2 separate regions of the Podarcis muralis genome follow, and region 1 is linked to region 2. The links are chromatin contacts, called in public Hi-C maps. All regions are on one chromosome and are shown on one strand. The core of a region is the stretch at or near the end of the contact, and the rest is flanking DNA. Distances in the headings are between cores, read along the strand shown. Region 1 holds the start of SARDH (sarcosine dehydrogenase). Region 2 holds the start of LOC114588966 (torsin-1A-like).

Region 1 (6,729 bases), core at 3,980-6,479, 220 kb after region 2:
ACTACTGAGAAGGCCCTCTACCTGGTTTCCTGTAACCTCACTTCTCACAGTGAGGGAACTGCCAGAAGGCCCTCAGTGCTGGACTTCAATGTCCAGGCTGAATGACAGAGATGGAGACGCTCCTTCAGGTCATATCAGAAATATAACAAATCATTATCATACTCTCTGGCACAGCCAGCAGACAGAGCCTCCACAGGCCTCTCCAGCTATCTAATTGCATTTATTTCCCCTTTCCCTTTACCTGCTGTGTGCCAGGTGGTCCCTGAGGTCAAGCGGTCCCTCTCCAGTAAGACAACGTTAGTCACCCCCATCTTGGCAAGATGATAGGTGGTCTGGCACCCTAAGCTGCCTCCGCCCACCACCACCACATCAGCAGATGCTGGGACTGGCTTGGTGGGCCCTTGGCCCTGAGGGGCCTCTTCCTTCAAGGTCTTCTGATAAGGGACACTCTTTTCGGTCTGCTGGCCTGTCGTCCTGCTGCTAAAGAGTCGTATGTGTCGCCAGGGACATGGCGGTTGGAAGGAAGAGGCAATTCGAAATGCCTGCTTCAAGGTGGCCATGGCGATCTGGAGAAGAAAGAAAAGGTGTTGATGCAACTTGCCAGTCTATGGAGTCAAAATCCTTCTCTTTAACAAATGGGTGCTTATCATTTCCAAGTCAATGTGTTTAGCCTCAGGGTAGCAGAAGCGAACACTGCTTTATTCCTGTAGTGATGAGGGTGTTAGAAGCAGCTGTAAAGGAAAGGTGATGGAGAGGAGGAGGAAGAAGAGAAACTTCAACTTGGGTGCTTTTCCACTTACATCATTCTCATGGTCATTTAAAGGGTTGGGGTGCTGTAAAATCATACAGCCTAAAATTACCCAGCTGACCTCTGTTTCTCTCTGAGGAATCCCAGCAAGCTTAAGAAAAAACCCCGAATCCCCCAGAACACATTCTCAAAAACACTGCTCCATATTAAATGAACTATAAATAAGGCAACAAAACTCATATTCATGTTTTAACTTGTATTGTACTAGACACCTCTTAATTAAGTGTCTTCATTTGGCCAAGCCCTGGGGCAATCCAATTTTGGATAGCAGGGTTGCGGGGAGGGGTGTGTGGAAGGGTGGTTCTAGTTGCTGGAGGGTCAGGACTTTGGGTGTGTCTTTCCTTCATCTGAACTTCAAGCCAGAGAGTCTGCAGGAAGCAGAGGAGGTTCTGTCTCTGCACAGGGAGAGGGAAGAGATGCCTAGACTGCTCAACATGCAGAAGCAGAATTCAAAGTCTCCCTGCTTGAAACCCTGGAGAACTGCTGCCAGACATTGCTGACAACACAGTGGTACCTCGGGTTACAGACGCTTCTGGTTACAAACACTTCACGTTACAGACTCTGCTAACCTAACCCAGAAATAGTACCCCGGGTTAAGAACTTTGCTTCAGAATGAGAACAGAAATCGTGCAGTGGTGGCGCAGCGACAGCAGGAGGCCCCATTAGCTAAAGTGGAGCTTCAGGTTAAGAACAGACCTCCAGAACGAATTAAGTTCTTAACCCGAGGTACCACTGTACTGAGCAATGTGAACCCCAATGGTTTGGACTCTGCAAAAAGCAGCTTCCAGTGTTTTGATAAGAGTTCTGCTATGCTTTTCATTAATAATCCATTTGCTTTTATCCTGCTTCTCATTTTGAAATTCTGTTATTACTGGGTTATATCCAATGTTTGTACTACCTTTAATTGAAATTAATGGCATGACTCACTTAGGCCCATGAATTTTAATGGGTCTGCTTCATGCGAGACAATCCATTATTATTTCATTTATATCCCACCTTTGTTGCCAAGAGCCAGCGGTTAGGAGCTTTGGACTTGCATATGAGAGGTGGCCTGGTTTTATTTCACTGCTCCTAATTCCAAGCTCCAGTGTGCACATCCCCACCCCCTCCAGGCTCCTCCACTATTCCATCAGAGTGAGTTTCTTGGAATCCTGCACAGTCAACAAATTCCTCTGTCAAGCAGGCTTGAATCTCTGCTTTTGCAGTAGGGACCTGAGACACTCATTTGCAACACACACAAACCCTTTCCAATAGATGAAACCTTGCTTGAAAAATAGTAATTTTCCAACACAGCTCTCTGGTATGAATATAAACACCACAGCTTGTAAGAGACAGGATAGAACAGGGAAAATGCTTAAAATACACATTCCCATGCAATGCAGGAATTTCAGCTATAATATCCATGACAAAAGGCCACCCAACCTCTAAAAACCTCCAAGGAAGAAGAGTCCACCACCTCCAGAGGGAGTTCATTCCACTGCCTAACAGCTCTTACTGTCAGAAAGTTATTTCTGAAATTGTTGGTACAGGTTCTACCATCCAGAGCAGTAGAAAACAAACTTGTTCCATTTTCCATATAGCAGCCCTTTGGATATTGGAAGATGGCTATCATCTCCTCCTCTTTCCAGGCTAAACATCCCCAACTCCCTCAACCATTCCTCATAAGGCTTGGTTGCCAGACCCTCAATCATCTTGGTCGCCCTCCTCTGCACACCTTCCAGCTACTCAATATCCTTCTTAAATTGTGATGCCCAAAAGTGGACACAGTACTCCATGTGTAGTCTGACCAAGGCAGAATAGAGCAGTACTATGACTTCCCTGTTGATGCAGCCTAGAATGTATTAGCTTTCCTTGCTGCTGCATTTCACTGTTGACTCATGTTCAGTTTGTGGTCTACTAAGATTCCAAAATCTTTTTCATATGTACTACTCACAAGCCAGTGTCCCCCGTCTTATATTGGTGCATTATATATGCTTGCTTACTGAGACATATATAAAAAGCTGACTTAGGTAAAGGTAAGGGACCCCGGACCATTAGGTCCAGTCGTGACCGACTCTGGGGTTGCGGTGCTCATCTCGCTTTATTGGCCGAGGGAGCCAGCGTACAGCTTCCGGGTCATGTGGCCAGCATGACTAAGCTGCTTCTGGAGAACCAGAGCAGCGCACGGAAATGCCGTTTACCTTCCCGCCAGAGCGGTACCTATTTATATACTTGCACTTTGACGTGCTTTCGAACTGCTAGGTGGGCAGGAGCAGGGACCGAGCAATGGGAGCTCACTCCGTCACAGGGTTTCGAACCGCCGACCTTCCGATTGGCAAGTCCTAGGCTCTGTCTAAACCACAGAGCCACCCGCGTCCCTTCATAAAAAAGAAAAGCTGACTTACAACAGGTCAAAAATAATAGACTTCTTCATGCAACAAAGAGTTATGGAACTTGCCTGCAGGAGGCAGTGATGGCCACCAACTTGGACAGCTTTAAAAGAGGATTAGCCCCATTCATGAAGAATAAGGCTATCATGCTTTACACAGTTGATGCATGGAACACAAAACATCCACTTCATGCACAGCTCATATGCATGCCAAACACCACCCTCAAATGCAACATAAAGGAAAGTCAGCTCCATCCTGTTTACCTCTGAAGTCAGGTTGCTGCTGGACTCTTCTCTCTGGCTGCTAGGAATGCCGGGCTGGGCTGTCAACCACGCTGCTATTACACAAAAAAATTAAGCAAGAGTTGAAAGAGGACACCAGATCAGAAGTGAAGGCAGCAGCTGCTGCTGCTATTGGCCAGGGGCTGCTAGTCCCAGAGTCCAGTCAGTGCATTTCTGGGAATGTGGAGTGACGTGTACACAGCTCATGTGCATGGCCATAGCCAAGGGGGAGCAGGCAGGAGCAGCCGCCCACCCCAACCAATAAAAATCTATAAAAATGCATAGCTAACTGAGGTTCTCCCCTGCCAAAAAAAGGCCTGCCCCCCTAACAAAAATCCTGGCTATGCCCATGCTCATGTGGACATATCCTGCCTCAGAAGAAGAAGCTCCATCTGTGCATCTGTGCTCATTTGGGCAGCAAGCTTTGGCAGAGTCTGGCTTGAAATAGAATCACATAATTCTATGCTCCAATGGGCAAGCACAGATGTTTTTGGCACAATTAACAAAACGAGGGCATGCCTTGCATTGAACTTTGCACAGTACTAACTTGTGGGATTTGTTGATAGAAAATCTGTTGTCAGTGGCAGCACCGGGGGGCGGTGTAGAATTCATGTGGGCACAGCAGGGCAAAGTATATTTGTAAACTAACAGCATGTGTTAATAACCAGCAATGTAAGTAGCAATTGTGGGGGGAAGCGAATTCCTTGTTTAGGGGGGTATTGCCCCCCCCCATGCCACACATGTTTGTTTTATGTTTGCCATACATCTGGGATTCCCTGGATGTATACAGAATACTGCAGTCAGCAGCAGTGTCTGGGCTGAAATAGGTTTTTTTTTTTAAAAAAAAAAATTAATTAATAACTAATGTCCAGGAAAATCCGGACATATGGCAAAAAAAGCTCAACAATTTTTTTTGTTTGATGGTTGTTTAAAGAAACATCAGACAATATCATGCTGGAGGAGAGGGGGCAACTGAATGGATCTCCCCCCCCCAAAAAAAAGAAAATACATTGGGGAGATATTTGGGGCAGAAGTAGATTTCACAGGAACAGAGACTCATAAATGGCAGTTAATCCAAGTCTGCAAAGTGAATATTTATGCGTTTCCAAAGCTTTATACATAGCACTGGTCAGGTTTTCTAGATATTCTTTTTTTATATCACACCTTTTCCTCCACGGAGCATAAAGCGGCGAACATGGTTCTCCCCCTCTCCATGCTACCTTCACAACAACCCTGCGATGAAGGGCCAGGCTGAGAGAGACAGCGACTGGCCCAATGCCACCCAGTGAGAGTCATGCTGCTGAGTTCGGGATTTGACCCCCTGGTCTCTCCCAACGGTCTACTCTAACCACAGCTACATCAGCCTTCCAATGTACATAGCCACTTTTACAGAGCTCTCTGCCCCACCGAGCTTACAATCAATTTGTTTCAGAACTGGAAGGAGACAACCGAAGGAGAAGAAGAAGAAGGAAAGGCAACCAGCAGCAGAAGAAAGAGAAAGAGAAAGAGAAAAAGAGAAAGAAAGAAAAAGAAAGAGAAAGAAAGAAAGAAAGAAAGAAAGAAAGAAAGAAAGAAAGAAAGAAAGCGCGAGAGAGAAAGAGAGAGAGAGAATGCAAGTGGCAGTGCACGCGTAAGTGTTCGTGTGTGAGAGAGAGGATTATACCTTTGCTTCTTTCTGAGTTCTTTCAACACCACCACACTTCTCTCCCGCGCCAGCAAACGAGGCAACTTTACAGCCAGAACCATTCCTTGTAAGAACAATCAAATGTGGGCAGTGTCGGCTAGCTGGGCTCTTATTGGACAAGAGACTGGAGAGGGAGGGGTTTGCCACAGTGCAGCTGAGGAAGGAGGGGCTGACTGTGTTGAAACTGGGTTAAAGAGCCAGACCTACCATAGGGGAAAGAGGGGCGGCTCAGGGATCACCTTCCGAGCTCTACTTTTGCACATTGCGATATTCTGTCGGTTGTAGGCTGTGCATTTTCTGAGCTCTGCAAAAAATCCTGTGCACCAATTAAGGAGGAGACTTTTCCTTTCAATAACGTTTCCTTTATTGTATTTGTAAAAAGTATTTCTATTCCACCCCCTTACAAAATATTAGGGAGCTGTCCAGCAAGGTAAAAAAATCTTTAAAAGCAGTGTGAAGCAAGTCTTGAAAACGGCTGGCTAGACGAAAAATCGTTTTAAACAACTGCCTATGTCTGTCAATGTAAGCGAAAGGGAAAAGTTAGAGGCTGGTAGCCGCGTCTCTGCAGGAAGAGTGTTCCATGCAGCATGGGAACAGCGACACCAAACACAGGGCTCCCACGGAAGGTGGGATTGGGCCCTCTTAACAGGGCGGATGACTAACTTGTAAACCGCTTAGAGGTTTTACTACAATCAAGTGATAAACGTTCTTGAATAAACACATAAATGAAATAATTACCTCCAAGCAGAGCTTTGTGGCACAATAAAGGGCTATCAGTCTTGCAAGCAAAGGGAAAGTTCAAAGTTTCAGAATTTATTTATTTATAAGAATAATTATATTCTGCCATTCATAAAAGAAATCAAAGCTGTTTAAAATAGCAGCACCATCCCCGATACAATAAAAATGAATGTAAAATATATCCTCTCAGTTGTGTGCATTAGCTTTCTGGAATAGAAAGGTTTTCAGCAGAAGGCGCCTGCTGGATTGGGCATGTGAGCCTGCCAATGTTTTCCAAAAGGAGCTGAATTCAGGGCCTTCTCACTGCTTGCCCCCAGACTTTGGAACTCCCTCTTGAAGCCAGACCGGCCTTTTCCTTGTCCTTTGACTGGCAGGTGAGGATTTTCTTGTTCCCACAAGAGCAATAATTGACTACTATAATGAAAGAGCTGGTGCTGTGCTGTTTTTATTGTAATTTTCTATATGTTTATAATAGTCTGTGTAAAAATTAGTGTGCACATGTGGGGCAGTGGAGAGGAAAAAACAAAATTAAGAACAGAAGCAGAAATATTTTGTTATTGGGGTACAGGGAAGCAAGAAACTCACAGCACAGGACATACCGTATTTTTCGCCCCATAGGACGCACCGGCCCATAGGACGCATCAAGTTTTTTGGGGGGGAAATAAAGAAAAAAAATTATTTCCCCCCCAGGCGCTTGTGGGGCCGGCAGCGGGGAGAAGCGCTCTTCTCCCTGCCGCCCGCCTTCAGATCAGGTCCGGGGACAGCGGGAAGACGCACTGCGCCTCCCCACTGTCCCCGGAGCTTGTGGGGCTGGCGGCGGGGTCTCCCCGCCGTCAGCCTCCAAACCAC
Region 2 (7,005 bases), core at 505-3,004:
CGGGGCAATGGTGGTTCTGGCGAAGTCCCCACCCACCTTCCCTCCCTTCTGTCACTCAAAAGTAGGAACACTTCAGCTCAGTGGGAAACTTTTTTCAGACAAAGAGACACATACCCTTCCAGACAACCTCCTGAGGGCCTCATGCTAGTGATTGGCAAGGGCCAGAAGCAAGAGCGAGCAATTAATGTACATTGTACTTTTGTAGGGCAGGCTAGTTCCTAGTTCCTGCTCCCCTCTCTGTTCTCCATCTAGGCCAGCAGGAGTCACTTTCAGGGTTCAAGGGCATGTTGCAGCCCTTCCCCAGAACCACAGCTGTAAGGAAATAGTTAGATCTAGTCTTAAGATGCAATCGGTCTTTTTACCTTGTACTGGGAAATGTTCTGCTGATGAGGAAAATGCAGAGTGGATACAAACTGATGTACAAATTTGCTGTTGAGGCCTCCTTCAAAAAGGCTCTCCACGATTATCCTACTAGCAAAGTTTTTGCCAGTCCCAGTCCAGCCATGTAAGGAGAGGGCCAGAGGCTTCTTCGGCTTTGGATTATTCAAAAATCCAGTAAGCGATTTCACAATCACCTTCTTCGCCAGATGCTGCCCAAAGAGTCGGTCATCCAAACCCTCTTGAAGCACTGGGGGGAATAAAAGGAGTAACTGATTAAAGGAGCATTTTGGAAATCCTTCTGTGCAAGCATATAATGTTTTGCCTGGCAAACACTAGTGTGGGGAACCCAACCTGTATGAAAAAGCACTACTCCAGTGAGCCACAAAGTAAGAAGAATAATAGAATTTTAGTGCTGGAAGTGACCCTAAGGGTTATCTAGCCCAAACCCCTTAAAATTCCCCGAGAAAGGCTCAGTTTCTTGATTTATGAGCAGAGTCACAATTTCTTGGCTCTTTCAACCTTCATATCCGGTCGTTAGCGGGGTCAGGGGTTCCGTGGTCAAAGTGCCTAACAAAGAGCAAATAAAAAAGGAGGGAAAAGGATACCCACAGCTTAGTAATAAAGCAGGCAATGCTTATGCAGAAGGTCCAAGGTTCAATCCTCAATGACATCTCCAGGTAGGCTGGGAAAGATCCCTGTCCAAAATCCTGGAGAGAGATGCTGCCTGTTGGTGTGAGCAATACCGAGCTGTATGGACCAAAGGTTCTCCTTCCCTGACAACTGCACACACTTTCCTTTCATCTTCTTCCTGTGATATCACAGCAGTCACCTCTAGATCCACAGAAACACTTAGGCGGACCCTGCACTGCCACTCCCCACCTCTTCCCTGACACCAGTGGGAGCGTCTGGTTTCCACCTTCCTACTCTGATGTCAGAGCATGCACACCACTCACCTCTGAGCAGAGCTCACCCCACCTGGGCTGCCGCACTCTGACGTCACAGAACCCGAACGCGAAATGCTCCCCCCGCCCCCTCCCACTAGCTCACCTGTCCCGCTGCGGGCGCCAGGCTTGTGGAGGCAGCAGTGGGCGAAGTAGCAGTAGAGCTTCGGGTAGGAGATGATTCCTGTGAGGGCGGAGGCGGCGGCGCCGGCTATGGCTAAGCCCAGGCTGATGGGCTCCACCGCCTGGGCGGTCGCGCTCAGCTGCCACAGCAGCACGGTGGCGCCCAGCACGAAACGCCTCCCCGCCCGGCGCGGGGGAAGGAGCTTCATCGCCGCCGCCGCCGGAGGACGAGGAACGGGGCCCGGGAGGAGCAGGACCCCGCTGCTTCCCCGCTGCCCAGTTTGCCTCAGAGCTGGCACTTCCGGTTCCTGGAAAAGCAGGGAAGTTAAATTTCCGGCTCCGCGGGCGCCATCGTGGTGCCGGGCAGGAGAAAGGGCAAGGGCAAATGATTGGCGGAGCGCAGAGCCAGTGGGAAGCGGCGGAGAGCGTATCACGTGGGTTCGACTGTCTCCCTCCGCCTCCTTCTTCCTCTTCGTTGTTATTGTCGAGTGTTAATTCGCCACGTGGGTTACTCGGAAGCAAGCCTCATGCTCTTTGCATTTTATTTTTTTATTTTTGCTACTTTGCATGGGAGGCTGCTGAGAGAGGTAACTGAAGGGTGAAAAACTAGTTTAAATATATTTTCCATTTCATTATGTATCATTTCCCAAAAGCCTTTAGCTTTTTCATATTTTTTTATATGTATTTTTTCGTATGTCCACATCATATGAAAAAACGTCCCTTCATTATGTTTACACTTCCAGCATTTATTTGACACAGGATTGCACATATTTGCCAGTTTATTTGGCGTTAATATCATTTTCCTAACATTTTCCTTTAAAATAAAACGGGCTGTAAATTTCATATCCACTTGCCACAGTTTTTCCCATGAGACCATGTCAATAAAAGGTAAAGGGACCCCTGACCATTAGGTTGTGGTTGTGGCGCTCATCTCGCTTTACTGGTCGAGGGAGCCGGCGTACAGCTTCTGGGTCATGTGGCCAGCATGACTAAGCAGCTTCTGGCGAACCAGAGCAGCGCACGGAAACGCCGTTTACCTTCCCACTGGAGTGGTACCTATTTATCTACTTGCACTTTGACGTGCTTTCAAACTGCTAGGTTGGCAGGAGCAGGGACCGAGCAACGGGAGCTCACCCCATAGTGGGCATTTGAACCGCCAACCTTCTGATTGGCAAGCCCTAGGCTCTGTGGTTTAGACCACAGCGCCACCCGTGTCGCCTAAATCTGCTTTTTAACATTTTCATTGGTTTTCTATTATCATACTATGTTATGGAAAACTTTAATTAAAAAAGAGTTCTGCAAAAAAAGGAAACGAATCCCTCTCTGTCCCCGACCCATAGGCACTGTCAGAGTTCAAAGACACATTTCAGCCATGCTGGGCTTTTAAGTGCTGAGTAGAAACCCCCACCCCCAAATAACAACAGATCCCACAGAGGCAAAATAAATATGATCTGGCAATTCTAATGTTTGTCCAGCAGAGGGCAATAGATGCATTCACAGCATTTCATCCTGGTTCATAAAAAACCCAAAACTTTTTTCCTGTACAGCAGACTTGAGTGATTAGATTGCAAAACTTGATTCCTATTTAGAATCATTCAGGCTGCTCTGCTATGTAGGAAATCCCCACACACCCTTTCAATAATGCTAGAACTTGGGTCACCCAATGACTGTCAGGAGGTTCCGGGCAGAAAAAAGGAAGGCTTGTCTTCACACAACCTATAATTAGAAACCAAGGAAGGTGTGTTATTTATTTATGCCACTGAGCTATAGTCCTAATAAATATGCTGTCATATATTGAGTCAGATTCTTGGCCCATTCAGCTCAGTACTGTCTACACTGATTGGCAGAGGTTCTTCAGGGTTTTGGGAAGGGGACATTATCAGCCCTGTCAATAATAAGATGGGCCAAGGGTCTAACTCAGAATAAAACAGCTTGTTGTGTTTTTGTTTCTGAACTGGGATAGCTCAGTTGGTAGAGCATAAGCCTCTCAGGGTTGTGAGTTCGTGCCCCACGTTGCATAAAAGATTCCTGTACTGCAGGGGGTTCGACTACATGATCCCCAAGATCCCTTCAAACTCTGCAATTCTATGATTCTAAGATTAATACCACTTGCTTTCCATTAGCAAAAAAGGGAGAGCTCACTACTGACCCCCTAGAGGATGGTATGATAATTTAAAACACATATTCAAGGCTACTAACAAATCAGAAACTTCAGGCAATATTTAAAAACATGTCACATTCCCCATTCTGAATGGCAATCGCAAAATCAAAATGTTAACAAAGGCCGAATGCAGTAATAATGTCTAAAAGCAGTAATTGAAACTCAAAACACTGTCAGAAATGGACCAGAAGCCTTTGAAAACAGCTACTTCTTCAAACACACCTCACTAAAAACAACAGAGCGACCTCAACTGGGGTCAAGGGACCCAGAGTAGGGCCTCGTCTGAAAACCGGAGCATGCCAGAACTACTACTTAACAATTGGTGCCTGGGGTTGCTTCCATCTCTCCCTTTTTCCTTGTGTGTGATGTCTTTCTGATTATAATCCTGTGGGTGTAGGCTGTCTCCTTCGGTGCCTTTTCGGCTGGAGAGCAGGGTGCAAATGCTCTAAAGAATTTTTTTTTTTTAAAAAATAAATCAATATCAGGTATGAAATTTCAGAAAGAGGTGCTCTCCTTTAAAATGCACAGGTCCAGCTAACATACCTGGGTGCCACCTGCCAGCAATGTGTGGAGCCAGAGGTGAAACTGGGCAGAGAAATATATGTAAATATTGTTGTTGTCCAGTTGGTTGGTTTCTGCACACACACACAAATACCCCCTCTCTATTCTTCATCCAGGTGAGCGAGAGTCATTGTCAGAGTTCAAGGAGACATCCCACGCAAGGAGGAGTGGCCTGGCTCGAGAGGGTATGTGACGTTGGGGAAAGTCCTAAGGGCTACATGAAGAGGGCTGCGGGGAGCACATTCTTCCACAGGACCTTAAAAGTTTACCATCCCTTGTACAGTGGTGCCTCGCAAGACAAAATTAATTCGTTCCGCGAGTTTTGTCGTCTTGCAATTTTTTTCGTCTTGCGAAGCACGGTGTCGGAAAAGTTTTGGAAAAGCTTCAAAAATCACCAAAGTCTTCAAAAACCTCAAAAAAGGCTACCACACCGCGTGCTATGAGTTGCTCCTCGAAGTCAAGTCACAACTGTATTAACGGTGTTAAGAAAAAGGAAACAAACTTGCAAGATGTTTCTGTCTTGCGAAGCAAGCCCATAGGGAAAATCGTCTTGCGAAGCAGTTCAAAAAACAAAAAACCCTTTCGTCTTGCGAGTTTTCCGTCTTGCGAGGCATTTGTCTTGCGAGGTACCACTGTACTTGGCAACACCATATTTTGCCCTGAACTGCCCTGATCTTACCAAATCCTTTCTGATTGTACAATGTAACTTTAAAAGGTTCCCCTATATTTGTTGTATCTCTTCATTTTGTGTCTGAAGTGGAACTGATTGATCTCTATTCAGCCTTGTTCAGACCCCACCAGAAGTCCTGTGTGTCTAGTTCTGGACACCACCATTTAAGAAGGATATAAACAAGCTGGAATGTGTGCAGAGGAATGCAACAGAGATGATCAAAGGTCTGGAAACCAAGCCTTATGAGGAACGGTTGAAGGAGTTGGGCATGTTTAGCCTTGAAAAGAGGAGACAGAGGAGATATGATAACCATCTTCAAATATCTGAAGGGCTGTGATCTGGAAAATGGAGCAAGCTTGTTTTCTGCTGCTCTGGAGCATAGAACACGAACCAGTGGATTTAAATGACAAGAAAGGAGGTTCTGACTAAACATTAGGAAGAACTTTTTGATGGTGAGAGCTGTTCATCAGCGGAACGGACTCCATCGGAAGGTGGTAGACTCTCCTTCCTTGGAGGTTTTTCAAGAGAGGTTGGGCAGCCACCTATCAGGAATTCTTCAGCTGTGATTGCTGTAAGGGGTGGACTAAATGATCCTTGGGGTCTCTCCGAAATCCATAATACAGTGGTACCTCAGGTTACGTACTTAATTTGTTCCGGAGGTCCGTTCTTAACCTGAAACTGTTCTTAACCTAAAGCACCACTTTAGCCAATGGGGCCTCCTGCTGTCGCCACGCCGCCGGCGCACGATTTCTGTTCTCATCCTGAAGCAAAGTTCTTAACCCGAGGTAATATTTCTGGTTAGCGGAGCCTGTAACCTGAAGCGTATGTAACCTGAAGCGTATGTAACCCGAGGGACCACTGTACTGTGATGTCCCTGACCAATGAAGGAGCCTGGAGCAGAAGAGGTGAAAAATGCAGAAAATATTCTTTTGGGGGGCAGCGGCGGGAGGAAGGGGCATTTAAGCCAGTGGTGTTGGCCTGTCCTACAAAAGAGGGGACAACGCTACCCCTGGCAGAACAAGTAAGCAAAGATATAGCATAAACCTCCCAGACTAAGAAATCTTTGTCCAGGTCCTTACAGAAGTTGGAAATGAGTGGCAATGAATGATGAGGTGTCCCAAAGCTCAGGTAGGGAGGCTTAATGGACTATGAAAACGGTAGAGTGGTCTCGTTTCAGGTTTCTAATAAAAAAAGTATAAGCCTAAGCAAAATTTATACCTGCTTGTGAAAGTTGTGCTGGAAACAAAAGAGGAGCAGATCCCCCCCCCAACCAACCACAGAAGACTCCCTTCACACCGTATTTGCCCAGAAAGTACTGAAATACTTGGCTTTAATAGGGCTCTTTCCTGCCCATGACCTGCAGTTTCCTGAGATGCAGAGTCAGCTCTGTTGGGAAATGCCAGCTGCTACTGGTATTATGCAACATTTTAGCAGGATAGAATATCACGGTGCATACAGGTACAGTGGGAAATTTTAGGGGCTAAATGCACCACCAGGTTTGTTCTGTCTGAATCAACATGGTCTGGGTCATAAGATGTCTTTGTTCAGATTGTGTTCAAAGGTGGACTTGCCTAGCAGTTTCCCAAACAAAGTCCTTTGTGTAGTGGGCATTGTTAAACTGTGGAACTCACTTCTGCAGGAGGCAATGACTGACCACCACCAACCTAGCTGGCCTTAAAAGATGACCAGACAAATCCATGGGGGATAAGGCTACTAGCCATGGTGACCATGCTCTGCCTCAAGGATCAGAGGCAGGAATGTTAATAATAATAATAATAATAATAATAATAATAATAATAATAATAATAATAATAATTTATTTATACGCTGCTCCCATCTTGCTGGGTTTCCCCAGCCACTCTGGGTGGCTCCCAACACAATTCAAAGTACAATAAAACATCAAACATTAAAAACCTCCCTAAACAGGGATGCCTTCAGATGTCTTCTAAAAGTCAGATAGTTGTTTATTTCCTTGACATCTGATGGGAGGGCGTTCCACAGGGCGGGTGCCACTACCAAGAAGGCCTCTGCCTGGTTCCCTGTAACTTGGCTTCTCACGGCGAGAGAACAGCCAGAAGGCCCTCGGTGCTGGACCTCAGTGTCCGGGCAGAACGATGGGGGTGGAGACTCTCCTTCAGGTATACTGGACCGAGGCCGTTTCTGAATAC

Evidence for each region. A called contact is a pair of places that touch in the nucleus more often than the background predicts.
Region 1: a Hi-C map of tail shows a contact between it and region 2, with 4 times the contacts expected there. The contact joins the promoter of SARDH here to the promoter of LOC114588966 in region 2. A contact is called at or near these places in 2 of 3 Hi-C or Micro-C datasets (blood and tail).

The regions. Positions count from the first base shown.
Region 1 is chrZ:17,393,472-17,400,200 of rPodMur119.hap1.1, forward strand. SARDH (sarcosine dehydrogenase) reads right to left here and starts at 5,230. Exons shown (of 20, transcript XM_028714704.2): 1 at 5,122-5,230; 2 at 3,441-3,514; 3 at 242-566. The coding sequence starts at 560.
Region 2 is chrZ:17,174,387-17,181,391 of rPodMur119.hap1.1, forward strand. LOC114588966 (torsin-1A-like) reads right to left here and starts at 1,755. Exons shown (of 5, transcript XM_028714815.2): 1 at 1,429-1,755; 2 at 363-628. The coding sequence starts at 1,654.